2 separate regions of the Mus musculus genome follow, and region 1 is linked to region 2. A link is a contact called in public HiChIP or PLAC-seq data. All regions are on one chromosome and are shown on one strand. The core of a region is the stretch at or near the end of the contact, and the rest is flanking DNA. Distances in the headings are between cores, read along the strand shown.

Region 1 (5,549 bases), core at 898-3,397, 34 kb after region 2:
GTGACCTAAGCTGTTTCTGAACTTTTTTTTTCAGAGCAGCATTCTCTCTCTCTCTCTCTCTCTCTCTCTCTCTCTCTCTCTTTGGTTTTTTGAGACAGGGTTTCTCTATATAGCCCTGGCTGTCCTGGAACTCACTCTGTAGACCAGGCTGGCCTCGAACTCAGAAATCTGCCTGCCTCTGCCTCCCAAGTGCTGGGATTAAAGGCGTGTGCCACCACCACCTGGCTACTTTTTTTTTTTTTTCCTCTGAACTTTTTAATAGCAGTCTTGTATCATGTTGATGGGGAGTTAGGTTCAGTTCGAGGGCTTTCTACATAAAATTAGAAATTGTTTCTTCTTTCTTTGGGGGGGGGGGTAGGTGGTGGGTGGGTGTGTCTCTATGTAGTCATGCCTGGCCCAGAATTTATGATGATCAGGCTGCCTACCTCTCCTGTCTCTGCTGGGACTAAAGTGCCACCAGGTGCAGCTTAGAAGGTTCTTGAACATGGCTGTGGTCTAACATTGACTGGTTGCCCTGTGCCAAGGAGTGGACTTTCAGGGCACAGAGTAAACCCATGTTTAAGTCCAGTGTCTTTTCACCATTCCTGAGCAGGGTGTTCTGTAAGGAGAATGTTGTCTATAAAGAGGCACCAGAAAGCTGAGTGTAACTACACACCTGCAATCCCAGCGTGGGGGAGACAGAGCACGTGGACCTTGAATCTGAAGGCAGCCTGGGCTACAAAACAAAACCCCGTCTGAAAAAAAAAAAAAGCAACCTAAATCATGCAAATATACCAATATTGATTATCGAGTGTCTGAAGAGTGGCTGGCATGGTAGAGACTGGATTGTTTTCTCTTGTTTTTGAGACAGAGTCTCACTATGAGTGGATCACAGGGGTGTGCCACCAGACAATCTTAAATTGACTCTGTGTGTGTGTGTGTGTGTGTGCATGCTTGCATTGCTACATACTAGACCCACAGTCCTACACATAAGAAGATGTGGTCTCTCAACACTGAATCTCCAGCACTATTTGTCCTGGCAGTGGTAACACACACCCGTAATTCCAGGCCTCCAAAGATGGAGACAGGAGGCTCCACGTTCAATCCCTTCCGGAACTACATAGTGAATCTAAAGCTGGTCAGTAGAAACAAACAACAATTTAAAGTGCTTTTAGTGACTACTATGGGATGTGGGGAGAAAGGCAGGAGAATTTTCCTTTAAAATGATTCATTTACACATTGTTTATCTTGAAGGATGGCACTCTCGGTCTAAGGCCCAGGGCCTGGGTTCCCCAGAAGGCTCTGTGATCTGGCCTGATACAAGTTCAGCATTTGCTTCTAATTCCCATCTCTCCAGGCCCTAGAGCCACGTGTAGTGCCCCAGCTTAAAATATATCTGTAGCTCAGCCTTTCTACCAGCTATTGATTGGTTTGGCTTTGTAGCCGAAAACCCAGCCAAAGAATGGGTTGGCTCTTCCCGTATGATAAAAACCCAGAAATGGGCATTCTGGGCTTGTGAGCTGTGGCTGTGTGCTGCCAGCAGAAACTCACTTCACATCTGTCTGTCCTTTCTGACCACCTAGCCCTGACCCTCACCACTGTCATGCTGGACCCATCCCTTCGTGGTCACAAGACGGCTGCTCCATCTTTCCCATCTCATCTGCATTCCAGACAAGGGGCAAGTGAAAGATCAAATGACTCACTAGAGTAGATGGCTCAGGGCGGGTTGCTGCTGAGCCTCAGGAGTTGAGCTTGATCTCTGGAATCAACTGGCTTCTTTAAGTTTTCTTCTGATCTACACACACGTTGCACGTAGTTTTAAATGCCACCGCCTCTGCCTGGGACGGGCTGCACTCTGGCCCTTTGTACTACCTGCCTTTGACCATGATCCCAGCTCCCACCCGGCTTCCCCGAATCCTTGGATAAAAGGCACACACAGGTTGTTACTTTACAACTTACCTTCTAGGCACAGTTGCTGGGGGCGATATCCCCCACCTGGAAAAGTGCGCTCTTACCAATTTATTATCTCCATCTCTCCACCTGCCCTAAACTTAGTGCCTAGTCCCACCTGCCCCGCCAAACATCCTTGGCCACCTGCCTGGAGTGGAGGCCACAGCCCCAGCTTGTCCAGAGACCTTGCATGGTTGCTACATTCTTCTTCCTCCAAAGCAGAGCAGAAACGCCCCTCTCCTCCTCTGTGTCTGCCTTTTCCTCCCGGGGCCGGAAGTCCCACCTGTGCTTCCATCCAGCAATTGTCTCCTGCTTCCTCCCCCACACCCGGCCTTCTTTACTGATAAATCAAGAACCATTTGGGGAACAGGACGTTAGCAACAGAACCTCCCCTTACACACACAATAAACTCAAAATAAATGTAAAAATATTTTAGATTAGCAAAACTGTGTAAAACAATAACTAATTTAGTAATTTTGGAAAATAAAGAAAAAGTTCCATAAGGTAAGCCTCACAATTATCTTAAAAAGATTTACAAGTGGAAGTTGGAGAGACGGCTCAACGTTTAAGAGCACTGGCTGCTCTTCCATCGGTCCTGAGTTCAATTCCCAGCAACCACATGGTGGCTCACAACCATCTGTAATGGGATCTCATGCCCTCTTCTGGTACACAGGTGTACATGTGTAGAGAACTCATACATAAAATAAATATTTAAAAAAGGAAAGAAATAAAATTCATTCCAAAGTCCATTTTAGGATTGAAGAGATGACTCAAAGAGGAAAAGCACTCGATGCCAAGCCTGAGTGCCTGAGTTCAAATCTCCGGGGACTACTTACAAGTTGTCAGGTTGTCCTCTGGCTTCTACAGATATTCTGCTGCGTGTAGCTGAGGATGACCTTGAACTCTTGACCCTCCTGCTCCCAGCTTTGTGCTCCTGTGCCTGACTTATGAGCACTTGACTTGAAGCCAGTTCTCCTGCATGCTAGATAAGCACTCTACCAATTGAGATATATCCCCACCTCCTAAATATTCTTTACAGTTTTTTTCCTTGCTTGCTTTTTACTTATTTTCTTTTCCCCATTCTGAGGATCAAGCTCGGGCCTTTGAGCATGCTCAGAACTCCATTCTCAGCCCTTGGGAGCTCCGTTTAATGCCGATCAGAATCTTCCATCTTTCTCACCGAAGCCTCCTTGGCTCTGTGGTTCATCTGTCCTGGCCTTGGGGACAAGGACTATATACTGTGTCTTCCTCCTCTACATATGTTCTTGTCAGGTGGGGGATAGAGTCTAGCAAGTTTCTGGATCAAACAAAGTGTGTGTGCGAGCGTGCGTGCACACACGCATTTGTGCAGTGAATGTGGGTGTGTACAGGCCATAGTTGGAGGGAGTCAGTCCTCACCTCCTACCTGTTTGAGAGGCTCATTACTTGCTGTGTATGACAGGCACACTGGCCTGAGAGCTCCTGGGAGTTCTCTTGTCTCCATTTCCCATCTCTCCATAGAGGCTCTGGGACTGCAGACACTCATGTTACTGGTTTGACTTTTACATGGGTTCTGGGGATTCGAACTCAGTTCCTCATGCTTGCATAGCAAATGCTTTTACCCATGAGCCATTTTTCCACTCCACAAATAAAATATTAATTTTTCTGTTGATGGTAGAAATATTAGTGGTTTTGGTTTATTAATTTTCTGACATCTCCAATGAACGTGCTATTTTAATAAACAGAATAAGATTAATAAAAATGATAAGTTTAATAAAAATGATAAGATTAATAAAAATGATAAATATTTAAAGGCATGGACACACATATATTGTACTTTTACAGTGGTATATTCATGGTTTAATCATATCTACAGTAAATATTTACATCATATATTGTGTTGGGTGTGGAGGCTGTTGTGATGATTATGATAAACGTGGTCCTTGCCTTACAGAACTGCTTTCTTTTTTAAAGACTTATTTATTTTATGCATATGAGGACACTGTGGCTGTCTTCAGACACACCAGAAGAGGGCATCAGATCCCATTACAGATGGCTGTGAGCCATCATGAGGTTGCTGGGATTTGAACTCAGAACCTCTGGAAGCGCAGTCAGTGCTCTCAACCTCTGAGCCATCTCCAGCCTCCAGAACTGTTTTCAGATACCACTGTGATAGACATGTAGTTTCCTAAGCAAACATGAAACATGGCCTGAATTGAAGTTTCATTGGTTTACTAGAAATACTTAGTAAAGGATTTCTCTTCCTATTGTTAAGTTACTGGAGAGAAAGAGTATTGGGAAAGTTAGCAGAACCACTCTATTCTGGTTATCTTGCTGAAACTGTAACAAAATAAAATAAGCAGGTGGGGGTGGGGGTGCACAGCTGGGATCCCAGCTCTCAGGGCCCAAGGCCAGCCCAGGATTGGAATGCAATATGGAAGAGCTCAGAAGCTCTTACTGAGCATGTGCAAAGCCCTGGGTACCATGCCAGCACCAAAACCAGGCGCACAGCTGGAGAGATGGCTCAGTGGGTAACAACCTTATGCTGCTCTTGCAGAGGACATGGATTTAATTCCTAGCACCCAGTTGGCAGCTCACAAGCACCTGTGACTCCAGTCCTAGGGGATCTGATGCCCTCTTCTCATTTCCACGGGTATTACATGAACATGGTGGACAGACAGGCAGACATAAGGCAAAACACCCATACTCATAAAATAAAAGGCAAAAGAACAACAATAACAACAGCAACAACAAAAATACCCTTTCTCAAACTCCGTGTTTTAAAATAACTGTTTTGTAGTCTCACAGGTCTTCGACTTGAGAATCTGAGAAGACACAAGCCTTTAATCCCAGCACTCGGGAGGCAGAGACAGGAGGATCTTTGATTTTGAGGCTAGCAGCCTGGTCTACAGCGTGAATTCCAGAACAGCCATGACTACACAGAGAAATCCTAACTCAAAAGATCAAACAAATAAATGAATAAATCTGAGAAGGGCTCTGGGGCGGGGCTGGGTGGGGCGGGGCTGGGGGTGGGGCAGGGCTAGGGGTGGGGCATCTGGCTGCTCATCTCTTTATTCCTCATTCTCCCCAGTTCAAGGTCCATCCTTGGACTTTCTAAGCCTCTTATAAGGGGGGACTACTACTCACATGGTAACCTTCCCAAGAGAGCACTTGGAAGAGCAGGCCATTCTTACAACTTAATTTTTAAAAGGCGCTTAGTATCAAAATGTGCTTAATCAGGTTCTGGGAGACTTAGGTCTTGTTAATGGGAGATGTTGTTGTTAGATTTGTTCTGGGTTTAAAACCAGTGCTCATGAATAAAGTCCCTAAGTCTTACATAGAGCAGGTTGGCCTTGAACTTGCTCTGTAGCCAACAATAAACTGAAGTTCCCCTCCTCCTGCCTCCACTCCCTAAATGCTGAGATTACAAGCATACACCACCACAGTTAGCCTTACTCGGATCTTGTTCCTGGACTTCAGTGCAGTGATGTTCAGAGGTGTGGCTTCTGGAAGGTGGTTGGATCATGAGGGCTCTAACTTTATAACATACACATGGGCAATGCACACACACACACAAACATATTAACGCATTGGGCTTTATTTATATTAGAATTCCATGCCATGTAATCTCTTAAGCACGA
Region 2 (5,605 bases), core at 1,267-3,766:
GCATGCCGGTCTGTGTGTACACACACAGCTCTGAAAGCCACACTGTGCTTGTCTGGACACATGGATGACCACAACAAAGTTATTAAAGCTATGGAGTGTACCAATGACAAACTATCTCTTCAGGGAGTTCAGATAAGCCCACCAATATCACTGCAGTTATAAAGGAATTAAGGACATCATTAGTGATTGCTTAACAGGTAAACTTATTAAATACCATTTAAGTCATTTTTCTCCCCTTAGTGACTGTTGACTTAATTTGAAAGGGAGGTGCGAGTCTAGTAGACTACAAAAGAATTAGATAAGCACTTCAAAAACTTCTCAAGAGAACAGAGTCCTGCCAAACTCACACATTATCTCTCTACTTGTCAGGATAAAATAGTTACAAATGGTGTGTTTAAACTGCTAATTTTGTATTAAATAGTGAACCCAAGAATATCTGCAAAGCACAGCATTATGCATAATGAATAGCTCCCCAGACAAACTACCACAGAGAATGGCTCAAGTTTAAACACTGCAGATAAAAATCTCAAACTTCAAAAGTCTCCTTCAAAAAGTGAAGTGCCACGTTAAAACATACTCCCCTCAGCTGCAACCCCCACCCTCAAGGCTGTAAATCAAACATTTCTAAAGCCATCAGGGCACAGGGAAAGCCTCAAAGAACGACAAGGACTCACAAGAAGCAAGACTTAAAATTCAAACTCTTCTTAAAGCCTGCAATAGAGTTGTTTAGGTATCTTCAGCCAAGCATCCTCTCTAAAGCTTGTATATTAATGACAGTAACAATAACATGGGGGGGGGGAGAACAGCACCGTTAGCAACATCTGTAGTCACAGAAATTGGTCAAACATGTATTTCGCTTTCTATAGATAAGAATAAGAGCACCACAAAACAATGCTTTCTAATCACAGCCATAGGGTCCTCCTCCAGCTTTGGAAAGACACACACCTTTAAGGAGCTACACCGTATTGGCCCGTGTCCCATCAACTCAAAGCTCTGCGTGCAGCTTCACCCTCCTGTCTACACTCGGAGCTGCTCTGAAGTCATCCCACACAGTCCCTTTTCTCTTCATAATTCACCCAAGAGCAAAGCACCGGAGATCCAAACTATAGGCCTCTAAAGTTCCAAAAGATTCAAAGACGAGCCAACCGTATCAGATCACTCCTACCAGAGGTGCGCCTAACAACCATAAGTGCGCTGCCCTGGAACATGGTAGTGGATAAAAACCATCGTCGAGGGAGCGGGAAATCTATGCAGCTATCCATCCGCTGAGGCTTCGACTGAGAGTCCCTCCTCAAAGACTGGGGACAGCTCAAAGCTCTCCCTAGCCAGCCTCCTTTGGGACGCAGCCCTCTTTCATTTGGAGCAAGGTGGAGGCCCTGTCAGTGAGAGACCCTGGCTCGGGTTTGCAGGCCTCTTCGGTATTAGTCCTTGACCCAGGGGCGAGCCTGCGGTCTTTCTCATCCCCTGTAATCTGAGGCACGGCCACGACAGTGCTCTGCCAATTCCCACTCCTCAGCCAGCTCCGCCTGCTCCCTTCCTGCTGCTGCCCGTCCAGAGCCCTGCCAGAGGGTTGGTGTCTAGGTAAGGCTGCCAGTAGATTTCAGCAAAAATAACCTGAAGATGTGCACCCCGGCAACTGGGTCGCTCCGAAAACGGAGCAAACGTGGATGGAAAAGCAAAGCCTGCGACCTCTAAGAAGTCGCTCCATCCTTCAACTTGTCTCGCCTTTGCAAAGTTGGCATTCAACAGGTAGTTCCCGGGACTTTCACCTGAGGGAGAAAAACGTCCCGCCAACTCAAGAGTGCCGCCCAGGCGCCCATGCCCAGCTCAGCGTCCCCACCCCCACCCCGGCGCGGTGCACCCACCGGAGGCCGAGCCCCCACGTGCGCTCGCCTCAGCCGCCGTGCCCCGGAGGCCCCGTCCCGCCCGCCTGGGAGGGATGCCGCCGGGCTCCGCGCCTCCCCCCCGCCCGCCCGCCCGCTAGCCCGCGGCGGGGTCGGCGGGCGCAGCCCCCGGAGCCATCTTGTGGCGGCGGAGCGCGGGGCCCGGGTGGCTACCTGCACGATCTCGCCCTCGGCGCTGAGCATGGCCCCGGCCCGCGAGAAGCGGCCCGTGAGGCCGGTGGTGTGGGTGGTATAGTCGCCGCTCGGGCTCGACTCGAACAGCACCACCTCCACGAACGCCGTCTCCTTGGCCCGCGCCGCGCCGGGCCCCGCGGCCGCCAGCAGCAGCCCGAGAAGCAGCGGCAGCGGCGGCGGCGGCGGCAGGCGACGACCGCGGGGGCCGCGGCGGAGGCGGCGGCGGCGGCGGCCCGGGGCCCCTGGGCGCCCGCCCGAGCGTGGCCTCATGGTCCTGCGGCGGGAGGGCGCGGAGGGCGGGCGCGGCCGGGCATAGTCGCGGGCCGGCGGAGGACCGAGCGCGGGCGGTCGCCTCACAGCACCATCGCGGCGGCGGCGGCTTTGTGGGTCGCAGGCTCTGCTCCGCTCCCCCGGCCGTCGCGCCGCGGCCCTTTCATCTGCTCCACGTGAGGGGTTATCCCCGCCCCCGCAGCGTCGTGACCCGCTCTCCCCTCCCTCCCCGCGCTCGGCCGCGGCCACCTCCGAGGGGAGCGGGTAGGCGGGGCGGGCGCGCCTGCGGCGAGAGGCGGGGCCCAGAGGCCTCGCCCGCCCCGCCCAATCGACTGAGTCCCGCCCCGACTCCGTTCTTAGCCACGCCCCTCCACCCTTGCTCCGCCCAGGTAGTCTTTTTCGGTCACGCCCCTTCCTCTTAGCCACGCCCCCTGGTCTGTACTCCGCCCTCCGCGGCAGACATTTCTCTTGGCAGTTGCTGGAGTACGGGGAGAGTAAGATCCTCAACCTGTTCCCGGGCGGTTTCGCCCCCTCGGCGCACCCTGCTTTGGTGCCGCAATTAGAGTCATTGGGGCGTCAAAGGCCTCGTCCTTCCGTCCAAGGATGCTTCATCCGCAGCTCCGGCACTGCTGGCCACCCGCACTCGGTGCTCGCGCCCTACCACCTCCAGGGACCGCGAAAGGCCCCGGGCGGTCAGTGGCAGTTTGCAACCCGCCGGGACACGTCCAGTTCTTACGTGGGTGTCACATAGACAGTTACCCTCAACTAAAGGAGTGAGGACAGGTGGCGGAGAACTTGAAGAAGTTATCTAGATTCTAATGGAGTTCATCTTTCCGCAGCCCTGGAGACCGTCTCCAACACTCCCTTCAAATCTCACCATGTGCAGAAGGGCGGAAGAGTCAACACGCTTAATGCACAGACTTCTGGTTGCCAAACATACCAAAGACACGTGCTCCGAACCCAGACGTCCCCAGTCACCCAGAAGATAAACTTTTAATTCTCTTCCCCTTTTTGGAACAGGATTTTTCCTTTCTCAGCAAATCTATGAGACTCACAATCCTCCTTTAAAAGCCACATTCAATTTCTACTTCCTCAGTCGTCTTCCCTCCCTGACCTGAATGGCTTTGTTTAAATATTTGCAAATATTTGGTTAGGGTGATCTGCTTCTACTTGCTACCACACCCAAAATATTAAGACAAAAAGAAAAGTCATTGAGTGTTTCCTTGAGTAATCAGCGCATCGAGGTTACAGTTTAAACTGAAAAGGAATGTTTTGCCAATGTGTTGAATAGAAAATACAATTGAAAAGAAATTCACAGAACTGTGTTACTGTGTTTGGACCACCCAAAGCTTTGGCACAGAAGGTAACTGACAAAGCTAGAGTCATTAGTTTCCCCCAAGCCAAGCTTAATCAGTACTGACTGCTCGGGAGCACTGTCATTTCCAAGGATTGTGACTTTACCCACTAAGGCACAGTCCAGTCTTTTTTTTTGTTTTGTTTTGTTTTTTTTTTGTTTGTTTGTCTTTTCGAGACAGGGTTTCTCTGTGTAGCCCTGGCTGTCCTAGATCTCACTTTGTAGACCAGGCTGGCCTCTAACTCAGAAATCTGCCTGCCTCTGCCTCCCGAGTGCTGGGATTAAAGGCGTGTGCCACCACACCTGGCACAGTCCAGTCTTTAAGGGGAAAGCAATTATTATAGCCATGCATAGCTAGCGTTGCAATCCTTAGAAGTATGAAGTCATGAACTGGTGAATGAATATGCAAATATGGTCTATCCATACAATAAAATCGAATTTTTAACATGGTAGAGTTTCAATCGGGGCTGGTGAGATGGCTCAGTGGGTAAGAGCACCCGACTGCTCTTCCAAAGGTCCGAAGTTCAAATTCCAGCAACCACATGGTGGCTCACAACCACCCGTAATGAGATTTAATGCCATCTTCTGATGCATGTGAAGACAGCTACAGTGTACTTAGATATAATAATAAATAAATCTAGAAAAAATATATTAAAAAAAGTTTCAATCTTCAATTGCATTTTAAATAACAAAATCAAAGACAAATAAAATACTGAATATTGAATGAATGCGACAAAAATATACTCAGTGAAGCATATAGCCTTTCCATTTGTATGAAATGCCAAGAATATAGAAAAATGGAAAGGTTAGTGATCACCAGATACTGAACTGGAAGGAGGATTGGGTAGTATGACTATTAATGGATTTCCCTTAAGGGGAACGAAAATATTCTGTAATTAAATGGTGATGAGTATATTCTTTGTAAATACATGAAATCCACCACCAAATTGTACATTTTCTTTCTTTCTTTCTTCCTTCCTTTCTTTTTTTTTTTTCCCCCTGAGACAGGGTTTCTCTGTATAGCCCTGGCTGTCCTGGAACTCACTTTATAGACCAGGCTAGCCTCGAACCCAGAAATCTGCCTGCCTCTGCCTCCCAAGTGCTGGGATTAAAGGTGTACACCACCACTGCCTGGCAAATTGTACATTTTCTAAAGATGGATTTTACAGTGTATAGATGACGTCTCAATACAGCTGTTAAAAATTGAAGCCTTTTCGTACTTGACGTAGTGGAGCTCGCTTTAATCCTAGCACTGGGCAGGTAGAGGCAGGTGGACCCATGAGTTCAAGACCAGCCTTGTCTCCGTAGGTGTCTCAGGCCAGGCAAAGTTACATAGTAAGACCTTTTCTCAAACAAAAATGAAGCCTTGGGTCAAGAGAGGATCCAAGGTCATATCTCAGCCCCCAGCTCACAACCACCTATGACTCCAGCTTTATGGGATCTGACCCTCTCTTCTGTTCACATACGGCATACATTTACAGAGAAAGAGAAGGGTGGGGGACAGAGGGACAGAGAGGGACAGAGACAGAGACAGAATTTTCAAAAGGCTCAGTGGTAAAGAGCACTTGTTGCTCTTGCAGAGGACCCAAGTTTGGTTCCCAGCACCTACATAACAACTCACAGCCCTCTACAGGGAAATCCAACACTCTCTTCTGGCTCTAAGGACACTGCACTCGTGTGTTGCACAGATATGCAGGCAAAACACCCATTAGACACATTTAATGAAATCTTGTTTAAAAATTCAGCTCAGTGATCTCATTAAACACACTTTGCTATAATGGCAAGGACCTTGGTCTTGCCTAGATTGAAGCTGTGTGGTCCAGAATAGGCACCTAATAAATATTGGTTACATGACTTACTGAGCTCATCACCACACACCCCTCTCCTCCTTCAGACAGTTAAG

The links. HiChIP or PLAC-seq counts read pairs in DNA pulled down with a chosen protein or histone mark.
Region 1: an H3K27ac HiChIP or PLAC-seq map of embryonic stem cells shows a contact between it and region 2, with 6 read pairs. The contact joins the enhancer-like site here to the promoter of Znrf3 in region 2. A contact is called at or near these places in 2 of 484 Hi-C or Micro-C datasets (embryonic stem cells and uterus), 6 of 115 datasets of contacts at active chromatin or transcription factors (the 230-238 cell line, the SCID.adh cell line, effector CD8 T cells and 1 more) and 1 of 9 other capture datasets (pancreatic islet).

What each region holds. Positions count from the first base shown.
Region 1 is chr11:5,476,209-5,481,757 of GRCm38.p6, forward strand. No RefSeq gene overlaps it. Among named protein-coding and RNA genes, the nearest start is that of Gm11963, 6.9 kb to the right of the region's middle. Within about 2 kb of position 2,148, at least 10 of the 459 cell types and tissues checked have an H3K27ac peak or open chromatin away from gene starts, as enhancers often do. A contact at or near this core is called in embryonic stem cells, where this site is marked.
Region 2 is chr11:5,442,331-5,447,935 of GRCm38.p6, forward strand. Znrf3 (zinc and ring finger 3) reads right to left here and starts at 2,517. Exons shown (of 9, transcript NM_001080924.2): 1 at 2,058-2,517. The coding sequence starts at 2,348.